Regions from separate parts of the Sus scrofa genome. Here all the other regions are linked to region 2. A link is a contact called in public Hi-C and promoter capture Hi-C data. All regions are on one chromosome and are shown on one strand. Each heading gives the region's core, a stretch centred on a gene start, on an enhancer-like site or on the middle of the called end of the contact. The rest is flanking DNA. Distances are from core to core; before and after follow the strand shown. Region 1 overlaps PAPD5 (non-canonical poly(A) RNA polymerase PAPD5). Region 2 has its middle 15 kb from the start of SNX20. Region 3 holds the start of BRD7 (bromodomain-containing protein 7).

Evidence for each region. Promoter capture Hi-C pulls out the DNA fragments that hold promoters and counts their contacts. A called contact is a pair of places that touch in the nucleus more often than the background predicts.
Region 1: a Hi-C map of subcutaneous adipose tissue shows a contact between it and region 2, with 2.8 times the contacts expected there. The contact joins two enhancer-like sites. A contact is called at or near these places in 1 of 5 promoter capture datasets (liver), 5 of 47 Hi-C or Micro-C datasets (embryonic fibroblasts, omental adipose tissue, psoas muscle and 2 more) and 1 of 2 datasets of contacts at active chromatin or transcription factors (alveolar macrophages).
Region 3: a promoter capture Hi-C map of liver shows a contact between it and region 2, with 5 times the contacts expected there. The contact joins the promoter of BRD7 here to the enhancer-like site in region 2. A contact is called at or near these places in 3 of 5 promoter capture datasets (fetal liver, fetal skeletal muscle and liver), 17 of 47 Hi-C or Micro-C datasets (alveolar macrophages, brain, embryonic fibroblasts and 10 more) and 1 of 2 datasets of contacts at active chromatin or transcription factors (alveolar macrophages).

The regions. Positions count from the first base shown.
Region 1 is chr6:34,628,752-34,632,958 of Sscrofa11.1, reverse strand. All of the region lies in intron 1 of PAPD5 (non-canonical poly(A) RNA polymerase PAPD5), which reads left to right. Among named protein-coding and RNA genes, the nearest start is that of PAPD5, 38 kb to the left of the region's middle. Within about 2 kb of position 1,873, at least 16 of the 83 cell types and tissues checked have an H3K27ac peak or open chromatin away from gene starts, as enhancers often do. A contact at or near this core is called in alveolar macrophages, omental adipose tissue, retroperitoneal adipose tissue and 1 more, where this site is marked.
Region 2 is chr6:34,189,138-34,193,500 of Sscrofa11.1, reverse strand. No RefSeq gene overlaps it. Among named protein-coding and RNA genes, the nearest start is that of SNX20, 15 kb to the right of the region's middle. Within about 2 kb of position 1,455, at least 24 of the 83 cell types and tissues checked have an H3K27ac peak or open chromatin away from gene starts, as enhancers often do. A contact at or near this core is called in alveolar macrophages, liver, mesenteric adipose tissue and 3 more, where this site is marked.
Region 3 is chr6:34,475,583-34,479,603 of Sscrofa11.1, reverse strand. BRD7 (bromodomain-containing protein 7) reads right to left here and starts at 1,596. Exons shown (of 16, transcript XM_021094214.1): 1 at 1,309-1,596; 2 at 661-869. The coding sequence starts at 1,357.

The sequences.
Region 1 (4,207 bases), core at 624-3,123, 440 kb before region 2:
CCCTTCATAGCAGTGAAGGCGGAAGAGACAGGAAATCAAAGGAAAAAAACCGTCCTTCTGAAACATTGGAAAATGGGGTCCAGAAATTGAGAGCAACAGATGATGGCATTTAAAAGGAATTCTCTGGAGTTCCTGCCGTGGCACAGAGGGTTAAGGATCTGGCTCAGGTAGCAGCTCAGGTCACTGCTGTGGCTTGGACTCAGTCTCTGACCCAGGAACTTCCATGTACCGCGGATGCAGCTTAAAAAAAAAAAAAGGAAAAAAAAAAAAAAGAAATGAACTGCTCTAATTTCTAGGAAAGCAGATATGAGCACCTCTTACAAGAAGAAAATGAGAAGAAAAAATGATAACTTACGAGTTCCCATCGTGGCGCAGTAGAAATGAATCTGACTAGGAGCCATGAGGTTTCAGGTTTGATCCCTGGCCTTGCCCAGTGGGTTTGAGGATGCAGTGTTGCCTTGAGCTGTGGTGTAGGTCGCAGATGCAGCTTGGATCTGGTGTTGCTGTGGCTGTGGTGTAGGCCGGCAGCTGTAGCTCCGATTAGACCCCCAGCCAGGGAACCTCCGTATGCCGCAGGTGTAGCCCTAAAAAGACAAAAAGACAAAAAAAAAAAAAAAAAAAAAAAAAAAAAAAAAAAAAGAAAACTTAGGATACAGGCACAAGTATCCATTATTTGCAGTTATTCCCATGTCCTAACCAAGGAGGGGTTGACATAGCACATACAGCATTGCTTAACTATGAGTAAAAGTTTTAAATGCCCACAAGGTTTGCAAATCCAAGATATTTAGACTCTTTTTTTCTTTTAAATAATTTTACATTATTATCCATATTTTCCCTTCTTTGTTTTTTTAAATCTTAGGATGTACTACGAGTTATTTGGGATATGAATACATTTCTTGGCTATAAATAGAAGAGGTTTGAGTTCTGTTGTGGCACAGCGGGTGAAGGATCCAGTGTTGTCCCTGCTGTGGCATGGGTTTTCGATCCCTGGCCCAGGACCTTCTACATGCCGTGAATGTGGCCCAAAAATAAAAAAGAAGAGGTAGAGGGCTTTTACCTTTTGACTTTGATACTGGTGATGTTCCTATTTAGTTAGTTTTTTCCAAGCAACCTTGCTGTATCCTTATCAATACTATAGAAAATTAGACCCATTGTGCAAATTTTAAAATGCGGAGAGGGGGATGGACTGGGAGTCTGGGGTTTTAGATGCAAACTATTCCATTTAGAATGGGTAAGCAATGAGGCCCTGCTCTGTAGCGCAGGGAAGTCTATCCAGTCTCTTGGGAGAGACCATGATGGAAGAGAATATAAGAAAGGGCGTGTGTGTGTGTGTGTGTGTGTGTGTATGACTGGGTCACTTTGCTGCACAGCTGAAATTGGTGCAACATTGTACATCAGCTATACTTTAATTTTTAAAAAAATCCACAAAAATAAAATAAAAGGTAAAGATAATAGGGTAATTCATTCTTGAAATACTTTTAGCTGTGTTTTAAAAAAGTTACATGCTCATTGTGGATATTTTCTTACAGTCATATCTCTAGGCACATGCAGACTTATTTCCTTAGGCTACATTCTGAGAAGTGGAATTACCGTCTTTAACTCTAAAGGACATCTGTAGTTTGGGGGCCAAATTGTCCCCCTTTCTGGTTCTGTCATTTTTCATAGTGTGAGTGTCCATTTCCTTGGATCCAAGTATCGAGCTCATTTGAAGGCCCATAACCTCCCTTTCCTGACACATGCACATGGCTGTGGATAGATGTACATACGTCACCTCAGACTTCCTTCCTCAAGAAGCACTTCTCTGTGCTGCGTCCTGGCTCTATGTCCCCAGAGCTGAATCAGAGAGTAGAATCAGGGCAGGGAGGCCTGTGCGTGGGGATGGGCTTTGAATGTGCTGGCGTTGACGGTTGCGCAGGAGGCGGGACTAGGTCCAGAGCGGACAGGAACATTGAGCAGGCGCTAAAGTCCTGTTGCTTCTGGTAACTTGATGGAGAAGGGGCTAGTTGAGTTCTCAACGGCTGAGTGAGAGGGTCTCCTGGGCCCAGAGCCTGCCTGTGCAAGGGCAGGGCCGTCGAAGAGGCCTGGTGCATTCCGGCCACGCAGTGCCTTGCTCCTGGTGTGTTCTGGTCGGGTTCTTTGTGGCTGTACTGGGGAGCAGAGGGATCAGACCGGCAGCTGGCGAGATCGTTCTCTGGTAAGGTGTTTGGAAGTGACACAGATAGCTTGAGGCAGGGGACCCCAGGGGATCATGTGGAAGGTGGCCCAGAGAAGGGAGAACCAGTTTGGTTTCCATTTGGGGAAAATAATAACCTAAGGAGGAAAATGCAAGGAGGAAGAATAGGTTTTGGAGAAAGAGAAGGAATTTCATTTTGAACTTCCTGAGTCTGAGATGACAATCTAGGTAGAGGAGTCTAGCTGGCAGCTGGAAATACAGGAGAATGGATTCGTGTGTATATGTGTGTGTGACAGTTTCTTTGTAAAAATTGAATTGTAGAACCTCCTGAAGATAGCGCTCCGACCGCTCTAGGGATGGCCCTAGGGCTTGCTGTTACTCACTTTTCTTGGTGCCTGTGTACATTTGAAAAAATATCAAACGGTACAAGAGGGCACTTAAATCCCTGCCCCTCAGACCTCAGTCCCACCCCCTCTGGAGGAAACTACTGCAGGCAGTTTTTATGTATCCTTCCAGAAATTGGTCTTGCACTGTACTGGTCTTACACACACGTCTAGGACTGTAAATCCCTAGGAAGGGTGAGGCAGACACCAACAGAAGCTCACTGCTACACTCACTGCATTGTGCATGCCGTGACTTTGCACATGTCTCCCGGTCTGCTGCCGCGTGCCAGGGTTCGGGGTCCCTCTGTGCTTGGGTCTTCCAGGTGCCTCGTGTGTAGCCTTCTGGTCTGCAAAGCTAGGTTATTAGAGTAACGTGAGTCTTTCTCCTGTGTGTGTTATATTCTTTAGTGATGTTTTTCCTTGTTATAAAGATGTTGTTATAAAGATTACAATGGTAGTTAACATGTATGCATTTTAATTTTATTTTTTTTGTCTTTTGTCTTTTTAGGGCTGCACCACGGCATATGGAGGCTCCCAGGCTAAGGAGCTGCCAGCCTACACACAGCCACAGCAGCTCAGGATCTGAGCCTCGCCTGAGACCTACACCACAGCTCGTGGCAACACCAGATCCTTAACCCACTGAGCGAGGCCAGGGATCGAACCCACAACCTCATGGTTCTTAGTAGGATTGGTTAACCCCTGCGCCACAACGGGAACTCCTAAATGAATTATTGACTATAATTCAAGGGAAGGTCAGTGAGTGCTCCTGTGATTATTTATTTGGATCCCATTGATGGATGTTTAGGCTCTTTGTATTTTATTTAGTATCCCAAATCATGCTGTGGCGAATATCCTTGTTCCCTCATGGAACTATTTCTGGCGGACGAAAAAAAAAAAGAGGGATTTGTTTTTCTTTTTTCAGCATATGGAGGTTCCCAGGCTAGGGGTCGAATCAGAGCTGTAGCCACCGGCCTACGCCAGAGCCACAGCAATGCAGGATCCGAGCCGCGTCTGCAGCCTACACCATAGCTCATGGCAACGCCGGATCCTTAACCCACTGAGCAAGGGCAGGGACCGAACCCGCAACCTCATGGTTCCTAGTCGGATTCGTTAACCACTGCGCCATGACGGGAACTCCCAGGGATTTGTTTTTAAACAGCTTTATTGAAGTATAATTGATACATAAAACACTGCACATATTTAATGCAAGTATTCAACAGAATGAGTTTGAACATATGCATACTCGCCCCCCCCCCAAACCATCACCACAACCATGGTAAGAGATCCGTCCAGCACCTCCAAAAGTTTACTCGTGTCCCCCTCATTTATTTCATGGTGAGAATACAACATAAAATCTACCCTCTTAACACAACTTTAAGTGCCCAGCAGAGTATTGGAGATTAGATCTCTGGAACTTACTCATCTTGTTGAACTGAAACTGTACACCCGGTGAACAGCTCCCCACCCCCGCCCCCAACCCAGGCCCTTGGCAACCACCATTCTGTTCTCTGTTTCTGTGAGTTTGACTGTTTTAGATATTGCATGTAAGTGGAACCACGCAGTATCTGTCTTCCTCTGATTATTTCACCTAGTGTAACGTCCTTGAGATTTGTTTATGTTGCAAATGGCAAGATTTCCTTTATTAAGGCTG
Region 2 (4,363 bases), core at 206-2,705:
ATGGGGACCGGCTGCATAGTGCAGAGAACTCCACCCAGTATTCTCTGATCATCAGCATGGGTGCAGAATCTGACAGAGAATGGATGTGTGTACATGGATAACGGAACCACTTTGTTGTACAGCAGAAAGGATCACAGGGTAAATCAACTATACTTCCATCAAACTTTTAAAAATGCAAAAAGAAGTAACTACAACAACAACAATTTTTTTTTTTTGAAAAGTGTATTTAGGAGTTCCCTGGCGGCCTAGTGGTTAAGGATTGGATGTTGTCACTGCTGTGGGCTCGGGTCACCGCTGTGGCGCAGGTTTGATCCCTGGCCTGGGAACTTCTGCATGCCATGGGTGTGGCCAAAATAAATAATTTTTGAAAATTTAAAAGTCTATTTAAAAATGTAAAAATCACAGAGTTCTATCATGGCTCATCGGGTTAAGGACACAGTGTAGGCGCCATAAGGATGCGGGTTGGATCCCCGGCCTTGCTCAGTGGGTTAAAGATCCAGCATTCCACAAGCTGGGCATAGGTAACAGGTGCGGCAGCATTTTTGTGGCTGTGGCATGGGCTGCAGCTGCAGCTCCCATTCAACCCCTAACCCAGGAACTTCCATATGCTGCCAGTGTGGCCCTACAAAGAAAAAACAAACAAAACAAGGAGTTCTCTTGTGGCACAGTGGATTAAGGACCCAGTGTTGTCACTGGAGCAGCTTGGGGTTGCTGCTGTGGCGTGGATTCGATCCCCGGCCTGGGAATTTCCATATGCCACAGGTGTGGCCAAAAAAATAAAAAAGCAGATTACAAAACAGTACATAAAGACGGATTTCTGGTGAAGGTTGGGCAAGTTCATTGTGGTCAGCACTGGGCGCCTCAGGAAAGGACAGGTGGGCAGGTGTTTTGCACACATCCTACAGACCAGGGCGTCACAGGAGCCGTGCGGCTTCACCTGGGGATCCGAGAAGGGGCAGGTGAGCCTGGCACAGCTTCAGCCATCTTGTCACCAGGAGGAGAGCTTGTCGAGAGAGAAGGCAAAGCCCAGGAAAGTAAAACCAAGAGAGAAAGCGAAAGTGAGTAGGACACTGGGTGTGGATGGTCTGAGGCTGTGGTTCCAACCTGGCTTGGAGCCATCTATTCCTGGACTTTTCAGGAAATAAATTCCTCCTTGTCAGCTTACCCTGACTTTCTGTCACTTGTAAACCCAAAGGGTCTGTGTGCCCTAAACACGAGCTCCCAGCTTATTCACCTTGCAAAGAGTCAGTTCCTGGAGACGAGCCACGGCACAGATGGGCTCACCAGGCGTCTTTCTGTTGGCACCTGGAGCACTTCCTCTCAGCGGGCACAGCCAGGTGGCACACCTCAGAAGGGATGCCTGGGGCCTGCCTGCCCCCTTCTCTGGGCCCAGGCCTGGGTCGAGGCTCCCCGGGGACAGAGGAAGTTCCTGCCTCAGGGCTGTGCTTCCGCTTTCCTTCTGCTTAAAAATTCTCCCCTCCCCACGCTGCCCTGGCCGCCTCCTCAGCCTCTCCTGTGACTCCATTAAACACCTCTTCCAAGAAGCCCTCCCTGACCATGCGGCTGAGGGAGACCCTTCTGTTCCTGCTTCAGTGTGCTCTGTGAGTGGTTCCCTTCTCACGTAGCAGCTTCATGAGGGCAGGGGCCCGATCTGTCCTGTTTACCACTGTGCCCCGAGCTCTATGCAGGGTCTGCCATAGCGTAGAAGTGTCATCCACTGCTGTTTGTTCAGAGATGAGTCATACACAGACAGATGGGTAAGGCTGGTGAGCAGCCCCAGTGCTGACCAGGTGGGTGGGGCTCGCCCAGATCTTCTTCCAGGGAGGGTATTTTCTTGCTCTTAACGGGGGACCCAGTGACACCAACTAGAGGACAGGTTCTGGCTCTGATGAAACCAGAACTTTCCCTCACTTGAGGGTCTTACCTGCTATCAGGGTGCAAAGCCCAGAGCTGGAGCCTGGGTACCACCTCCCAACTGGGGGTGGAAAGCCGAGGATGCCAACCAAAGCTGAAACCAGACCCACAGCTGAGGAGCTGGGCAGCAAGCAGGGCTGATCCGGGGTGCGGGGACGGGGCCAGGGCCAGGGGGCTAAAGAGAGGGAGCGAGACTCCAGCTGGTCTGGGATGATGCACATCTCAGACGGGTGATCCAGGCCATGTGGTCAGAGGCTGATTTCCCTTTGCAGTATTTGCCTTTCTTTCTGAGTAAATCGGTGAGAAGTCTTGGTGTGATGATCATGGGTCTCTAAGGCTTGTCTCTGTCTGTCTGTCTGTCTCTGTTTTTTTTTCAGGGCCGCAGTTTCGGCATATGGAGGTTCCCAGGCTAGGGGTCTAATTGGAGCTACAGCTGCCTTCCTACACCGCAGCCACAGCAATGCCAGATCCAAGCTGTGTTTGTGACCTACACCACAGCTCACAGCAATGCCAGATCACCGAGCAAGGCCAGGGATTGAACCCATGTCCTCATGGATACTAGTCAGATTTGTTTCCACTGAGCCATGACAGGAACTCCTCTCTTTCTTTCTTTCTTTCTTTAACCATACCTGAGGCATATAGTAGCTCATGGGCCAGTGATTGAACCCGCACCACAGCTTAACCAGAGCCACAGCAGTGGTAGTGTCCAATCCTTAACCTACTGACCCACCAGGGAACTCCCATCTCAGTCTCTCTCTCTCTCTCTGTTATTTGTTTTTTTTTTTTTTTCTTTTTAGAGCCACACCCTTGGCATATGAAGGTTCCCAGGCTAGGGGTCAAATTGGAGGTACAGCTGCCGGCCTACAGCACAGCCACAGCAACGCCAGATCCAAGCCGCATATGCCACCTACACCACAGCTCACGGCAATGCTGGATCCTTAACCCACTGAGCGAGGCCAGAGATCGAACCTGTATCCTCATGGACACCAGTCAGATTCGTCTCCACTGTGCCACAACAGGAATTCCCCTGCCTCTGTCTCTTTTACCAGAGGACACTGGCAGCCTCAGACTCAAGGCCACTGAGGTGTAATAACAATGATAGGTTTCACTGTGTTTATTTTTACGGCTACCTTCTAATTACAGCAAATGATGCTGATTTTCTACTGAGGGTAGTAATCAGAAGTTTCATTTTCAAATAAATTTGCATAAGTGAGAGGAGACTGCTAGAAGGAAAATGGCACATGGACAGGACCTGTGGCAGTGCTACCGGGTCCCCAGGGAGGATTCTGGAAAGGCCACTGCAGGAGGGCCAGGAAGCTCTGGAGGCGCCCAGGGGAGTCTGACTGGGGACAGGGTGGGAGCCCTCAGCCCAGCAGGTGGAATTGGAACTGGGTTTGTGGCTCCAAGGCAAAGTTGCAGTCAGGCAACCATCACCCAGCTAAGGGTACCTAGGCATTGGGGCTGGAGTCCATGCTGGTGGTGAACAGGCAGGCTCACCGCCCCAGCTCAGGCCTCAATACTGACCCTGCGGCCCAAGGTCCAGCTTGCTGACCCCCAGTGACCCCACTGGAATCCCAACCTGCCATGATTTTTTGTTTGTTTGTTTGTTTTGGTCTTTTTAGGGTCACACCCATAGCATGTGGAGGTTCCCAGGCTAGGGGTCGAATCAGAACTACAGCTGCTGGCCTACACCACAGCCATAGCAATGCGGGATCTGAGCCTCATCTTATGACCAACACCACAGCTCACAGCACCACTGGATCCTTACCTCACTGGGTAAGGCCAGAGATTGAACCGGCGTCCTCATGGATACTGGTTGGGTTCATTACTGCTGAGCCATGTCGGGAACTCCTGGGCTCAACTTTTGAGAAGTCAGAAGAAGAAGGTCCGGGAGGTCCTGTCATGGCTCAGTGGTTAACGAATCTGACTAGGAACCATGAGGTTGCGGGTTCCATCCCTGGCCTTGCTCAGTGGGTTAAGGATCCAGCGTTGCCGTGAGCTGTGGTGTGGGTCGCAGATGCAGCTCAGATCCAGCTGCTGCCACCCCAGGGTCCCCCGGAAAGAAAGACTAAGCACTACTGGGACTTGGGAGGGGGCCCAGCACACAGGGCCAGGGAGGCACCCTGGTGGGGTCGTGGTGGGCCACCAGGAAACTTCTGGAGGATGGAGGAGGGGGTTGAGGATTTCAAAGACTTGTTCCGGGAACCCAAGAAAAGAGTGGGTCTCAGTCTTGGCAGCAAAGGGAGATGTCAGGAGAAGACGGCCCCCGTGGGTCATCCCAGGCCACCAGACACACAGAGTGGCTGGAGGCAGTGTGTGTGGCCAGAGGAAAGACCAGTGGATCCACAGGCAAAGGCCGTCAGGAGAACTGGGAGGACAGCATCCAGCATCACCAGGAGGAGACCACATGGGAGCCCTCAAACTGTGCTTTGTGGGCGGTCCCTTTTCA
Region 3 (4,021 bases), core at 347-2,846, 290 kb before region 2:
GCTTAGAAACCAAGATGGCAGCTCACTCCTCCCAGCTTTTTTCTATTAACCGTGTGTGATTAAGAAAACTTTTTTTAAAAATTACTGGTGTCATAGTCCTTAAAGTTTTCTAATCCAATTTTCTCTTCAACAGACTCAAACTTTGTTTCAAAAGATGAAAGTTGTTCATCATGCATGTGGCATAACGGTACTTATCTTGGAACAAAATTTGAACCCCAAGAGATCCTACTCACTTTTTTTTTTTTACTGATATATAGTTGATATACTAACTGTGTTAGTTTCAGGTGTCCAGCAAAGTGATTCAGTCATACTCATTCACTTTTCAAACGACTGTTTTCCACAAACCTCGAACACTGAGGCTTTACTGAGCATGACTTTAACCTTTCCTAGATAGAAAAAGCACTCTGAAGCAGCTCCTGAAAATCAGGACTTAGCTCGATCACCTGATGTGTGCGTACAATTAGTCTAATAAAGAGCTGCTGAAGCTCACAGGTGATTCACGTTCCTATTCTGCCCTGCTCCTCCTCAAAACAAGTCTGATTTTATAGGCAGCTGAGCATTTCACTGGACACAAAATAAGTAAAAAGATTGGCAGCGGGAGGCGGCAATGCTCAGAAAGTGGTAGCACCAAAAAAAGCTGAAGCAATGCAATGACTTTACCTTTACTCGTCTCCGTTTCCTCCCCTTTTCTTCCCCTGGAACCTGCTTCTCTCCTTTCTTCCTCTTTTTCCGCTTTCTGTCCTTGTGTTTGTCATGATCATTTTTGTCCTCGAAGAGGCTGGAGTCGTGCCCGGAGCTGCCCGTGGAGAGCTCGGTGACTTCGTTCCCTCCCACTTTGAGGACCAGCTTCAAGGGCTTCTCTACATATTCTTGAACGAAAGAAAAGGGTCTCGATTAAAGGAGGGCCTCGCTGGGCGGTATCCACGAGCAGAGTGACCCCTGGGCAGGGGAAGAAGGAGGCGCACAGGCCAAGGCGGCCCGGGGCACGCAGTGGGCGCCCCGCGAAGCACCTGTTGAATGACAGGCACTTACCAAGTGGCCGTCCCGAACGCTCCCGGGCCTTTCGAGGCCGCCTCGCATCTCCCCACAGGAGACCCTCCCGGGCCGGGGGTCTCGGGTTCGAATGCCGCCCCTGCGTGGGGTCTGTGCGGCTCAGATGGACCGCGCCCCCTTCGCGGGTCCGGGCCTGCCCGAGGGACCTGGGCATCCCCCCGGCCCGCCTCGGATGCTCCAGAGTGGTCTCGAAGGAACGTAAACCCCACCGAGCAGCCGCGGGCTCGCCGCCCCCCACCGCGGCCCACTCCTCACCCTCGTAGAGGTGTTTGTCCGACTTGTGCTTCTTGTGCTTCTTGCCCATGTCCGACCGGGCCCCGGTGCCCGCCCCCCGCGCCAGGCCCAGGCCGTGCGGCGCCGCTTCCGGTCCGGGCCAGGCGAGCGGAGGGCGGGAGCGGGGCCCGCGAGACCCCGCGCCGCGAGGCAGGGGGACGGCGAGCGCCGGGCGGCGCGAGGCCCCTCACGAGAAGACGGCGCGCGAGACCCGGCCGGAGCCCAAGAGCGGCGGCGGGTCGGCGACCGGCTGGCGCTGAGGCGGGAGAGAGGGCCCGCCGCGCGCGCAGAGAGCAGGTAGCTGCGAGTGGCGGCCCCTGGCGGCTGGAGGTGGCGCCGCAGCCTGCGGACTAGGGGCGGGGTCCGGGCTGGGGGCGGGCCGGGGGCGGGCAGGGGGCGTGGCCCACCGCTTTGGAACTCCTTTTGCCCTCCGGCTCTTTCCCTCCCTTCCTCTTTCCTCTCTCCCCGCCTTGATTCCTTCCCTCCCCCCTTCCTTCCTTTCTTCCTCTTTCTTTCCTTCTTATCACCCTCATTTCCTGACTCCTCCCTTATATCCCACTTCCCCTTGCTTGTATCTTCCATTTAACAATACTTACTGATCCCTTTACTGGATACCTGATCCAGCACATTGGTAAATCAAGACTTCTGATCTTAAAAGAAAATCGTATGTGATGATGTGTAAAGGCCTCCAAGACCTTAATTAAAACCACATCAACAGGGTATAGAGCAGAGTGTGTTGGGTAAGATGCATTTAAGGAAATAAATGTTGACATCTGGATGAAAAGTATGTCATGGCTACACAGAAGTGTTAACAGTGGTTATCTCAGGTGATATGACTGGAGGTGGAGTGGATTGTCTCTACACTGTTTAACAATTTTCTCAAGTGCATGTTAAATTTTTTTTTTTGAAGGGAAAACTGAAATTTAAAAATTAAATAGAAAAAACAATGAAAATATATCTGGATCCACACCAAGTGGGGGCCAGACTTACGCTCTTGCTCTGTAGATTCATGTGTACTCCTCAATCCTGTTTTAAGCCCTTCTTTACTTTTATCCGAAGATGCTGAACCCTGCTAGTGAGATGAGCTATTCACATGTCTGCTCATTGGCATTCATCCAAATAAAAAGTTAAGATGTTTTTCATATAACACGTCCAGGGATGTTGGCTGTAGGGAGACAAAATAATGTTGCCGTTTTTCTACATGACAACCTTGTAAGATAGGAAGAGCAGAAATATTCTTGTTCCCATTTTACAGATGAAGAAATGGATGCCCAGAGAAATGAAGGACGTTGCTAATTGTAGAGTCAGGCTTCAAATTCAGGTTTTCCGAATCTGAATCACAAGCTTTTTTTTTTTTTTTTTTTTTTTTAGTGGCTGCACCTGCAGCTTATGGAAGTTCTGGACCCTTAACCCCCTGAGCAAGGCCAGGGATTGGACCCATGTGCTCAGGGACATTGTGTTGGGTTCTTAACCTGCTGAACCACAATGGGAACTCCCACAAGCTCTTTTTACTTGTGAACATGATGAAGGATTCTTGATTGTCTCTACCTTAAATTTACGGCCCTGTATATTTTCAAATAAACCCATAATCACAGACTGCTTTCAAGAAAGGGGCTGACATTTGTCATTTATACTTGAGTAAGAGTTTGCCTCTCTGGATCACTTCTCCCAGGAAGATTTGCAGCTTTTAGCAGTGGGTGAAATGGTAGCCCTGTAATTCAGGGTCTGATGGTTGGAGAATGATAGAAACCCGGTTTGAATGACTTCAAGTAAGTAAAAAGATTTATTGAGTCACATGTCCAGGAAGGGCAGAAGTAACGCTTGCCTGAAAAAAAGATGGGAACCAGGGATTTGATGCCATAGGTCTCACTCTCTCTCTCTTTCTTTGCCTCCTCTCTGTGTATATGGGGTTCCGACTTACAGCAGCTGCTCCCTGACCAGTTGGGAAAAGGCTTCGCTCCAGAGAAGGGCTCTGATTGGCTTGGCGTAGGTCACATATTTTATAGCCAAGGGGATGGGAGATCGATCCATCTTGGATATCAAGTCCACCCGTATAGCCAAGTGGAGTTACAATCTGTGACTGGCAGTCCCCACCAGCCCCCAGTGGTTAGCCAGGGAAAACGAGGTTCCGTTCAAGGAGGGGAGCTGCTTTTTCACAAAGGCTAAAAGTTTGTGTCTAGTACCTCCCTGTAACAAGCGATAATTCTTTTTGCTCTAAGGAGAACTGCTTTGCCACCTCCCCCTTTGGGTCTGGCCTCTATCCAGGCCTGTGAATTTACCTGCCTTCTCCCCATTACCCAGCATGCTCCCCCAAGGCAGGGATGGATATGGGGGAGCATTGCACTTTTGTGTTCACAGCACCCAGGACAGTGACCATTACTCTGCCAGTGCCCCTCAGAACTAGTTCACTCTGTGTGTGTGTGTGTGTGTGTGTGTGTGTGTGTGTGTTTGTGCGCCTGTCTGTCTGTCTTCTCTCTGACCACCTTATAATAAAGGAGAAGGAACTGGCTAACTCATTTACATTAGGAAGTTAGCAGTTTCCCTCCTTTCCTCAACAGAGATCTTGCTTAGGTCCCAAAGTGTTCATAGCTGTGAAAAATGAGTAAGGCCCTAACACATAAAACACCTCACAAAAAGGAGGTCCTGGGAGATAGACAGTGCCTGGTACATAAAAGACACCAGAAAATTCTAGTTG